Regions from separate parts of the Zea mays genome. Here region 2 is linked to region 1. Evidence: chromatin contacts called from public Hi-C data. All regions are on one chromosome and are shown on one strand. The core of a region is the stretch at or near the end of the contact, and the rest is flanking DNA. Distances in the headings are between cores, read along the strand shown. Region 1 holds the start of LOC100279996 (Beta-D-xylosidase 4). Region 2 holds the start of LOC103642112 (ABC transporter B family member 19-like).

Region 1 (5,080 bases), core at 2,151-4,650:
AACCCCCAAACCACTGCACTCTTTATAAACTGGTATAGGTGTTCATGCTCTGCTCCCAACCATTCCTGAAAGTCCCAACAGGGTAGCTATGTATGTACCAGTCCACAAAAACAAAGGTGCATTTGACTTTCGCAAAGGGGGAGGTGCATTTGACATTCCGACGATAGAGCGGAGCAACCTGCAATGCATCGACTCTGCGATCTTTCTGACGACGAGACGACTGCTGCTCCTTTTTACCAGATGGCGCGGTGCAACCTGCCACACAGACAGACAGACAGACAGACAGACAGACAGACATGTGTTGCGTATGCTCTACGGCATGGTGCCGGGGAAGGGAAATGGTATAAAGCTCCAGACGAAGCTACCATATGATTCGTATTCCTATCGTCGTATAGACGGATACTGACGGTGCATTGACCCGTAAGGTTTCTTCGTACGTAAACCAAGCATTTCGGGCATGCTCGCGGCTCTGACTTGCGAAATCAAACCAAGGTCCATCTGGCTGACAGCTAGCTTTGAGCTCGGCATCTGGACCTGACGCTGCTGTTCATTACCCAAATTGGTGCGGATCACAGGGCCACATCCACATGGGAAACAGCAACGGTGTGGTCATCTGAAACCAGTTTCCGGACTGCGAGGAGGAGGCACGGTCCCTGCGTGTGTCGATGCGCGCTGGTTCATCATGCGATGGGGATGACGACGACGACGACACGGCCTCGAATCTGTACTGCCCCGCGCATATATATACGGCCGCTGAAAACAGTACGCCTAACCACCACCGCGATGGTCCCGCGACCAAAAGCTCATGACGACGCGACACTGTGGGATGGTTCTGATAGATGTTCTTCTATTCAGAAAAAAAAACATGGCCGGCCCGGCTCAACCACCGGAGGTGCGGTGCGCCTTTGTTGCGTTTCCCTTTCCATGGCAATGGCAACCACCACCGCGAAGAATCTCCCGTCCGTCGGTCACGTACGCCGGCCGGGGTAAGTAGCCTAGGCCAGAGCTCACGTCGTCGGCCCGCTCAGGTATTCTTTACCTTGCGTAACTCAACTGCGTTCACTCGGCCGGGTATGTAACAACGGCAACGCCATTACGGCCGCCCACGTTCCGGGGTAAGTAACTTGTATGCCTCCATTTTCAAATCCTTTGCTTTCGTCGATGGTGAAGCGCCACTGCTGCTCTCCTGCTAATTTTTTTTTTCCCGAGATTTGCATCTGCTTTTTGTAAGCTCAGCTGAATCATTAGTGCACGCTATCGGTGGGAGTGGGACGTTAGCGGCTACAGACAGCTACGGCGCCACCGTTCTTATTACTAAATCCCATAGGGTAATAAAATCCCCCACGCACATTCGCGTACGCACCTGTTCCTACAGATATGTGGACACCCACACATTATCTAGTCTAGATATAAACATCTATAAGAAAAACAGGACCGACACATCTCGAGAGTGACCGAAAAAAACACTTCACTGCCTACCATACCACTGAAACTGAAATGTAACACATTAACTAAACTGCTAATCCAGAAGAGGGTGTGAATGTTCACCACAAACATCAGTAAAACGCACGTTCTTTAGAAAATTAGCCACGTAATACTGTTCCCACAAATCATAAAAATAGCAGTGTTGGATCAACTGTTAGACTAACTTTTTATGCTTACGTTTTTTTGGGAGGACGAGAATTTAAGATAAACAGTAGTTTAGTTTTGTAGACCTTGTCAAGCCAAAATATGCTTTGCATTTTTAAATTGATGATAGAGTGGCTCTTTGCTCTATCCATCCATGTTTGTTTCTAATTCAATGTATTATTACCATCAATTCAACCAACATGCCACTAGACTAAGGGTCTGTTTGATTGGCTTTTGGGGAAAAAAGGTTGGCTGGATTGAACCCTTTAATATCGCTTTTGAGAGGTAAAAGCCTGTGCCAAAAATCAAATCAAACAGACCGTACCATAAAGCAATCGAGAAACCACAATATTAGCTAGGGAATAACATTTGTAACTTCGCATGAAATTGGCCTCGGTCTAAAGGCCCGTTCACCCCCCTGCTAAATTTGTATCATTACTTAGTCTTCATCTATATAATTATTTTGTAATTAGACTATATTCAATACTCATGTTTTACATTAGAACATTCAATATGACACATACTAAACTTTAGACTCTAGAACCACACAAACTCTAAATAGAATCAATCCCTAGACTCCCCTTAGCCTAGATTAGTAACGCAACCGCACCTGTTAGAGATAGTTTGAAAACTCGAATCCTCTTAGGCCCCGTTTGTTTCCATTCATTTTTAGAAATTAGAATCTAACTAATGGAGTAAGCTATTTTTTTAGAATGTGACATTCCACAACTTTCCAAAGTTTATATATAAGCATATCGCAAATTCATATGGTTAAAGATATAAATTGATTGTATAGATTTACATGCTACTTCTCTATTGTACAACTTATAGCACACTCTTTTACTTGCTTATCTATATCATCAGTGTAGTGTATAACTAGCTCTCATATAATCTAGAATAATATACAAACATATTACATATATAAATATATTAATTTAATTAGTTCGTGTCTAAATTATGGTTATTAGAATAAAATTCAATTCAAATAAAACAAACGGGCCCTTAGTTTTTTCCACCTCTATTCCATCCAAATCCTAGGGAGATTTGAGCTTCTAAACTAGCCTTAGAGCATCTCTAACATTGTCCTAAATTAATGCCCTATCTTAAAATATAAGACCCAACTTATAAAAAACAAAACCAACAATGTCTTATTTTACAAATTTTTATTTAAAAATATAGCACACATCGTAAAATGAAACAAATATATTATACGTCATATTAGTGTCTCATCCTTATTTCTATATAATTTTCAGCGCTTTCTTTTCGAATAATAAACTTTACTCCTTAAAATACATGATTTAGGACTTGATTGATTGTTCGAGTTTAATTTATTTTTAGTGTCCAAAACATATTATATAGTATTTTAATTTTTGAGGCACTATTTTGAAGTATTTTTTGTTGGAGAAGTGGACCCATTAAACGCACAGTTCATGCATTTATCGAGAGGGACGGTCAGGGGAGGAGGATAGCTGGAAGCCTCGAAGGATGGCTCCAAGAATCTCGTCACGGGCTCGGTAGAGTACAAGGCGCGAGCACAGTGCTAGCAAAGAAGAGAACTTAACGATTTGTTTGTGAAGAAAAAACAGCAGAGCAGGACGAGAAAAATAAGGGCGCCTCCCACGTCGGCCCTCCCTTCACGGTCACGGGGACGCCCCCAGTCCCTCACCTCACTAGCTATCGCAATAGCTCGCACCACGCACCACCGTGCCGCGAGCGCCACTCTGAGCACTCTATTTATGCCGCTGCCAGCGCCTGTGCTACGAGCGGGAGCGGGGTGGTGCTGGTGGTGACCAAGAATCAATCTCATTCGAGAGGTTTGGGGAGGTGCAGCGAGCTAGTAGCTGCCTAGCTATATACCATGTCCGCGTCGTCCCCGGCCTCGGCCGCGCTGGCGGCCACCGTGGCGGCGGCGGCGGCGCTGCTGCTGCTGCTGCTGCTCTGCTGCCCCAATGTGGCGCGCGCGCAGACGCCGGCGTTCGCGTGCGACGCGTCGAACGCGACGCTGGCGTCGTACGGGTTCTGCAACCGGTCGGCGGCGGCGGCGGCGCGCGCGGCGGACCTGGTGTCGCGGCTGACGCTGGCGGAGAAGGTGGGGTTCCTGGTGGACAAGCAGGCGGCGCTGCCCCGGCTGGGCGTCCCGCTGTACGAGTGGTGGTCGGAGGCGCTGCACGGCGTCTCCTACGTGGGGCCCGGCACCCGGTTCTCGCCGCTGGTGCCCGGGGCCACCAGCTTCCCGCAGCCCATCCTCACGGCGGCGTCGTTCAACGCCACGCTCTTCCGCGCCATCGGCGAGGTGAGCGGACGCCGTTGTTTTTCCTTCTGCTGCTGCTGCTCCTCTGCCCCGTCCCGTTCCGTTCCCTAGCGTTTATTAATTTGCACCGGGTCCAGCACTGCATTGCCATTCATTCTCGATCGATCGCGCTTGGTGGGGGTGGGGGGAGACGAGAGAGTGCGGGGGTGGTTGATTCGTCGGCGAGGTTTGGCGGTGCCGGTTGGTGTGAGCCGCCGACTGCCGAGACGGGGCGATCGCGATTCGGTTCGGTGTGCCTTGCTTTTCCCTCCCAACTTTCCCTTCATGCGATGCGCGGCAGGGAAAAAAAAGCCGCAAAAGCGTGTGCCGCCGTGCCGGACCGTGTGCTGCTATGCTATGCTATCGTCCCGTTTGGATTCTTTTCGCCGGCGGGCGGCGGCCTCGCGCACTGGCATCGATCGGCGACGCAGTCTCGTACCAGCTGCAGCTGCTGCTGCTGCCGCCGATGGGGATGTGCCATGTATGCTCCGTAGTACGGTTATCGTAGTGAAGTAACCCGCATTTACATTGCATCGTCTGATCGAAACGGCAAAACAGTGGCGACGCGACGGCCCGGTCGAGTCGAGCACAAAAAGAGGACCTCGATCTTGAAAAAAAATGGGAAAAGGAGTAAAAAAAAAAAAGATTGCTAGCGCTGAGTCTTAGGTTTGTTTATTTAGAGAGCATATCCTGTAGGCAAAGGACAAGGGTGCTCTCATGCTCAAAATGCATTCAAACCATCCGTTCTGTATCCAATGGTGTTAATGTGTTATGACATTTTTGTAAATAAGTCCTCCCACGCTCTTCACGTTAGTGCTGTTTATTTAAAAAAACCGGTATACCGTTGGATATTAACGGATGGATTGGATGTATTTTGCGCATAGGAGCACTGGCGTCCTTTGTCTACAGTATATGCTCTAGTTTATTTATATGTTCACATGTCACGCGTCAAGAAGCATCATTGGGGTTCCTCACCCTTAAGCAAAAGGCAAAGGTACCGCGTGGGCCGTGGCAAGGACTGACTGATTAGAGGGTGTGCCCGAACGTAATTATGTCAGTAAGTACTGCGGCGTTGGTGACCCAATCCAACTGCCCCAAGGTGCAACGCGACCGCGACTGATCTCTGTCCTCTGTCCGGCTCCGGTGGCCGTTGAAGATTTA
Region 2 (5,943 bases), core at 3,430-5,929, 240 kb before region 1:
CATTCCCCTTTTCCAAACATGTCCATATTGATCGGAATTAACTATAGGGAAGTCCTTGCAGTAGTTTTTACTACAAAGAATGAGTATGTACAGCAGGTTACAAAGGAGGGATGAGTTTACATTGTTTGTACCTACAGCCTAATGCGGTCTGTTTTGAACAATTCTATGCAGTCCGTCCTTGTCGTAAGCTATCTATCGTATTATTAGGAAAAAAATATTTGTCGTTTAACTAGCGTGGAATATTTAGATTCTCTTGCTTGCATTGACTAATATAATGTGATGGTTTCGTGTAATAAGACGATAATAATAGATCTCACGCGTATTGTGAATCGTATATGCAGGAGAAAAACGTATGGTCAAAGTTGTTGCAGTAAATCGTTACCAGCGATCGACACATATGGACAGAAACTGAGAGAAGTATTTAGTGCCTGGACAGAAACTGAGAGAAGTATTTAGTGCCGGCCCCTTTGACCTGAATTGGATGGAATGGATCATAGCCGTTGAAAACGCTTTCCCGTTGAACGTACTGTTGGATCCTAGCAGTTATTCTTCTAGTAGCAAACTAGTAGTAGTGTACGTAGCAATCACTAACCACACAGGTCTAAGCGAGCCGCGGTACGTAGACATGCAGAATCGTGTCACGCGCCCGTAAGGGTCAAGATACTCCGGCCGTAGCATCATCCAACGGCTAGATGAGCAGCAGCGCTGCGATCAGCACGAGGGCATCGAATCGTGTCACGCGCGCGCGCCCGTACGTGTGAAATGCGGGCGTAGCCGTCAACGTACGTCGTGGTCGACGACGAACCAAATCCGGACGAGATATCCCATCCGCCGACGCATGGCACGGGCAGTCAAAAAGGGTCTCCGTCAGTGGCATAGCATTAGCATAGTAAAAACAAAGCAAACCAGGCAGGCTTTTGCTCACTGCCAGTAGCTATAGTGTCGTGTCAAATTTTGCTTTCGCGCGGTTCAAAGATCCCCCCACCCCCACCCACGGACCACGGTGAGGAAAGCGGCGGCTGCGCGCTGCCGTCTGTCGCGGAACGATGCACCGTTCGGTTTTTCTGTATCCTGCCAGTATTATTTTTGAAGGTGCCCTGGTCAATGCAGCTACGGTTAATTTATTCGCCTTTCAGTGCCTGCCAAGTCAAGGTATGTATTGACGACTGGGGATATATTTCGCGACTAATCTAGTGTAAAGAACTCCTGCGCCCATATATTTCTGAGCCGCCATCGATCAGAAATCGATCGGTACTGCGCCTTCGTTTGCGTTTGCGTGTGCGCTGATTAAATCAAACACCTGCGTACGTGTACGCGTATCGCGCATGACGTACGTATGTATCGTATCGTACGTTGGTCGCTTTGGCTCCTGTGATGATCACATGAAGCTCGTCGCGTGGCGTCAGGTTATGACCACCGGTGTGTCGGCTCGGCGCTCGTCACAAGCTCGCGTCGCGTCGCGTCGCGTCGTGCCATGGTCCGGTTTCCCGTGTCGGTCCGTGGCCACGTCGTATTCGGTCGGCCGAAGTCACGCACGGTTGCGGGATCCCAAGCAAGCAAGCACCGTGCAACGAGGGCGCACAACGGTAGGGTGTACCTGCGGAGCACGGTAGCCGACGATCTGATCTGACGCTCCAGGGAACGACCGACCGAGCGGAGCATCTCTACTCTACCTCGCGGAGCATGTGGTACGTATACTAATACGCCAATGGATGGAAAACCCCCGCAGGCGTAAGGCAAAGCAGGCAGCTGCCTTTTCGCCGCCCGCCTGCCATGCCGGCCGTTCGCGCCAGCCCGGTCGACCTCGCTTCTCTCGCCAAGTTGCCATAGGCCAAACGGAGTCAGTCAGGGAGACACAGGTCCAGGGCCAGGGCCAGGGCACATGGGCGGAGCGCCGTGGACCGGAATCACAGCAGCGGGAGCCAGTGACCCTGACTCCTGCCTGTGCTCTGCGGCCTGCGGCTGCCCTGGTCCCACCGGCTGGCCCCGACTCGTCCCCTCCCCTCCCCTCCCCTCCCCACTCTTCTCGGCTCCAAATCTCCCCCTCTCTCCTCTTTATATTCTACGTACAGTATTCTATTTACTTCACTGCTCCCCAAGGCGGGCTGCGGTGGCGTCACCGCCAGTGACCGACCCAAGGCGCCGCTCGCTCGTGAGTCGCGACTGCGCGGCGCTGCGCAGGCGGAGGCTACTGGTCAACTTCAGCCTACTCGTCTTGGCCGATTAACGAGGTGTCCCGTCTGTCAGACTGTCACTGGCTCGCATGCCCGTTTTCGCTTTACCAATCAATCCTACCGCCAATTTCTACTTGTGGTAAACAATCTTTCATTTTTTTACTATAGTAGGAGTACGACCTGTCGATGACCTTTTACTATAATATCAACTTGGACAGTCCGTTTCTTTTTTTATACTAGTTTGGGTATTCTATTATTAACGTCAATCCACTTATATTAACATGAATTTAGATATAATTTAAACTAATTTACACTCCATTCTACACGTTAACATATTTTGTTTGAGTCCAATACTAAATTACCCGAATAAAGTCTTAGACGATTCAGAATACATGCTAGTACAACCCGGTGAAGTGGTACATACTGGCTTGGCCAATAATAAAAGAGGACTCAGAATTTTTTTCCCTAAAGTATTTCCACGACTAGGGATGGCAACGGGTTTAAAACCCGCGGGTACAGAGATTACAAACCCGTACCTGTGAGATTAATGTTAAACCCGTACCCGCTACCCGCGATGGGTAGCGTATGTTACCCAAACCCGCTACCCGCGGGTTTATGGCACCCGCGGGCACAACCATATAATAAATATTTATTAAACTGATAGCACATAATAAATATTTATTAAACTGGTAAAAACATGTACCGATCATAGCCAAGAGTTCTACGAGTTCCCCGACGTCTGTAGTCTTCTTTTATATCATTTGATTGGCTCCGCTCGCTCAAAGCTTTTGGGGTGACACTAAATTGAGATGCATGTGCTCTACAGTCTACACAGACACACACGCGGGTATGCGGGTTTGCGGGCACGGGTACACCATTTTCATACCCACGAGAAAAAACTCGTCGGGTTGAGAATCAAACTCGTACCCGTACTCACGGGTACAAACTCACACCCAAACCCGCATCCTATAGGGTTTTTACCCGCGGGCACGCGGGTAAAATGTGCCCGTTGCCATCTCTATCGACGACACAATTCCATTTCTAAGAGCAACCACAACCACACTGGTTATGTAAAAAAAGGTTTACGTAATGCAAAGTGACATCAAGGGGTATCGACGTCTAATGTTTGATGTATGCTTCAAGTATCTCAAATTTTCTCTTCATTGTTTTCAAATGATTTTCTTTTGGGTGATGCTTGAAATCTTGCACAGATATATACACTAAACATTGCATTCGGTCTTGATGCTTACCAAAACTCGGACAAATCGAGAGTGTTGAGCTACCTCGTTTGTCGTCAAATAAAAGAGAGATATCGCAGGTCCAAACTTCATCACAAAATTATACGGTAGTTTTATGTTTGGTTTTAGTGGAAGTTTCGTTCGTCTCACTGTTTTTAAGATTACCATATATATATTAGAATAGTTTATTAGACGTGTTTCATCTCCATAAAACCCCTATTTCATCCTGTAACTTTTATCATATCCATGTCCGTCAATATTATATCACATCAGTTTGTTTAATGCTCGTGAACCTGTCTCATGAAACTCCATTAAAACTGTCCTAAACTACTCGTCCTTTTTCCGCGGGTGTCTGATTTTAAACCTCATCCATACATGTATTTAAAACATTATATTAGGCAAAATGGTTCTTATGATTAGTAAGCGGAACCAATAACATGAATGCATGTCTTTTAAAACTATGCCAAACTAAGCATCTTGACAACTTAATTAATTAGTAAGATAAGATGCAACTTAGTATTTTCCCGTGTTCTGTGTTCTTTGTCTGCTTCTAAAATCATTTGGTTACCTTGCAATTCTATTTTATATAGATAATTGTTTGGTTTTCTATAAATTATCGACGTGTTATATTTACTCTACACCCGGGCCACCGGATCCGGATCCATGGCCCAGGGCTCTATATATAAATGTCTAACTAATACAACATAAAACAAATTAGATAGAAAGAAGAGAATAAAATTTAATATGTTTGATCTAGGGCATGTACAACTTAATTTGATATAGAGTTTCTTAAGTGAACTCTAGAGGGTTAATTAAAAAATATAATAGACATGGTCTTCACGAAGAGCACGTCTCTACATGACTATTCATATATATTATTTTTAATTGAATTTATTATTGAAAAGATAAAAGATGCATATCCAATCTCTTGTAATTTGGAAACCAATCCAAAGTTTTTTATTTGTACATGCCCTATGCCATAGAAAAAATCTTGGCCCGCCTCTACTAGCTAGCAAACATTTTGCACAAACTAAAGCACTTTTCATGCGCCAATTCTTTAGCCGCCCAATTTATAGCAGTTTAGACCCACGAAATCTTTTTCCAAGTTTGCAAATAGCAATCCAGGTGAAAGAGCGGAGCGAGCGGTAAAGCTCACCGCCAGTGAGCGGAATTGGCCTGTGGCTCTCCCTGACCCCGCGCCCACACTGCACTGCACTGCCCTTCCTCTTTATCAGTCGCCTCGACTCCGCGCTAGCTTCTCTGAGCATCGCAGCGCCGAACACAAAAGCTCACCACCACCACCAAAAACCTCCACTGCACGTCACAGATACCGAGGGCGCTTCCGAATTTCTCCCTCTCCCTCACTTTGCAGACCGCCAGCCCTACCGGAGGCCAGGAGGCAAGCAAAAGCGGCGACATCTTCACAGATGCCGCAGGGCGCGGCGGCTGCGGCCTGAGAGTGAGAGCGCGCTGTCGAGGTCCGACTCCGGGTCAGGCGGGGGAGCGCATTGCGATGGCGGAGTCGGCGGCGACGGACGGCAAGGCGGATAAGGTGGCGAACGGAGGAGGGGGAGGCGGCGATGCGGCGGGGGAGGGGAAGAAGAGGGGGGACCAGGCCGTGGCGTTCCACGAGCTTTTCTCGTTCGCCGACAAGTGGGACCTGATGCTCATGGCCGCGGGCAGCCTGGGCGCGCTGGCTCACGGCGCCGCCATGCCGTTCTTCTTCCTGCTCTTCGGCGACCTCATCAACGGTTTCGGCAAGAACCAGACCGACCTCCGCACCATGACCGACGAGGTCGCCAAGGTCCGTCCGTTCTTCATTCTTCGCTCACTCGAACAACTTTCGTTTGTACTTTGTTGCCTATCTCGGATACGGTTCCTTTCGCCAAGATCGCCGCTTGTTACCGCAACTCTTACTCTCACCTGTGCTTATTCACTTGCAGTATGCGCTCTACTTCGTCTACCTGGGGCTGGTGGTCTGCGTCTCTTCATACGCAGGTGACCTCCCCCTATCCATTCCGCCATTCCCCGCCCCCTCGACTTTCGTACGATCCACCCTTCACATCCTGTCTTCGCCGACGCACCATGGCTCTTTTCAAGCATACTGTAGTAGTAACAGAGAACAGGGGCCTATTCGCGAAATAGGATCTAGGCATGGCAGGTGCAGGTGGGGCATCTCGAAGACCACCCCACTCAGTTACACAAGTCCCGTCACCATCACACCAAACGGGGAAAAGTTAACAATAACTCCGTACTTCCATGTTTGTCTGGTTCCCGTGTCGACGAATCCGGCAAGCTAGTTCGCCGGCGCCCATGCCGGCCGGCTGCCGGCGGCGTGGCCTGCTGCTTCAGTACACAATGGCGTTGCAGTCATCCACGCTATCGATTCTTGCACACCGACTGAAGCCGCATTCTTTCGTTCCCCAGAGATCGCGTGCTGGATGTACACCGGGGAGCGCCAGGTGATCGCGCTCCGGAAGGCGTACCTGGACGCCGTGCTGCGGCAGGACGTGGGGTTCTTCGACACGGAC

Evidence for each region. A called contact is a pair of places that touch in the nucleus more often than the background predicts.
Region 2: a Hi-C map of endosperm shows a contact between it and region 1, with 2.1 times the contacts expected there. The contact joins the promoter of LOC103642112 here to the promoter of LOC100279996 in region 1. A contact is called at or near these places in 3 of 25 Hi-C or Micro-C datasets (endosperm, root tip and tassel).

The regions. Positions count from the first base shown.
Region 1 is chr10:146,855,946-146,861,025 of Zm-B73-REFERENCE-NAM-5.0, reverse strand. LOC100279996 (Beta-D-xylosidase 4) reads left to right here and starts at 3,400. Exons shown (of 7, transcript NM_001353463.1): 1 at 3,400-3,922. The coding sequence starts at 3,488.
Region 2 is chr10:147,096,076-147,102,018 of Zm-B73-REFERENCE-NAM-5.0, reverse strand. LOC103642112 (ABC transporter B family member 19-like) reads left to right here and starts at 4,679. Exons shown (of 9, transcript NM_001322813.1): 1 at 4,679-5,216; 2 at 5,356-5,410; 3 at 5,840-5,943. The coding sequence starts at 4,926.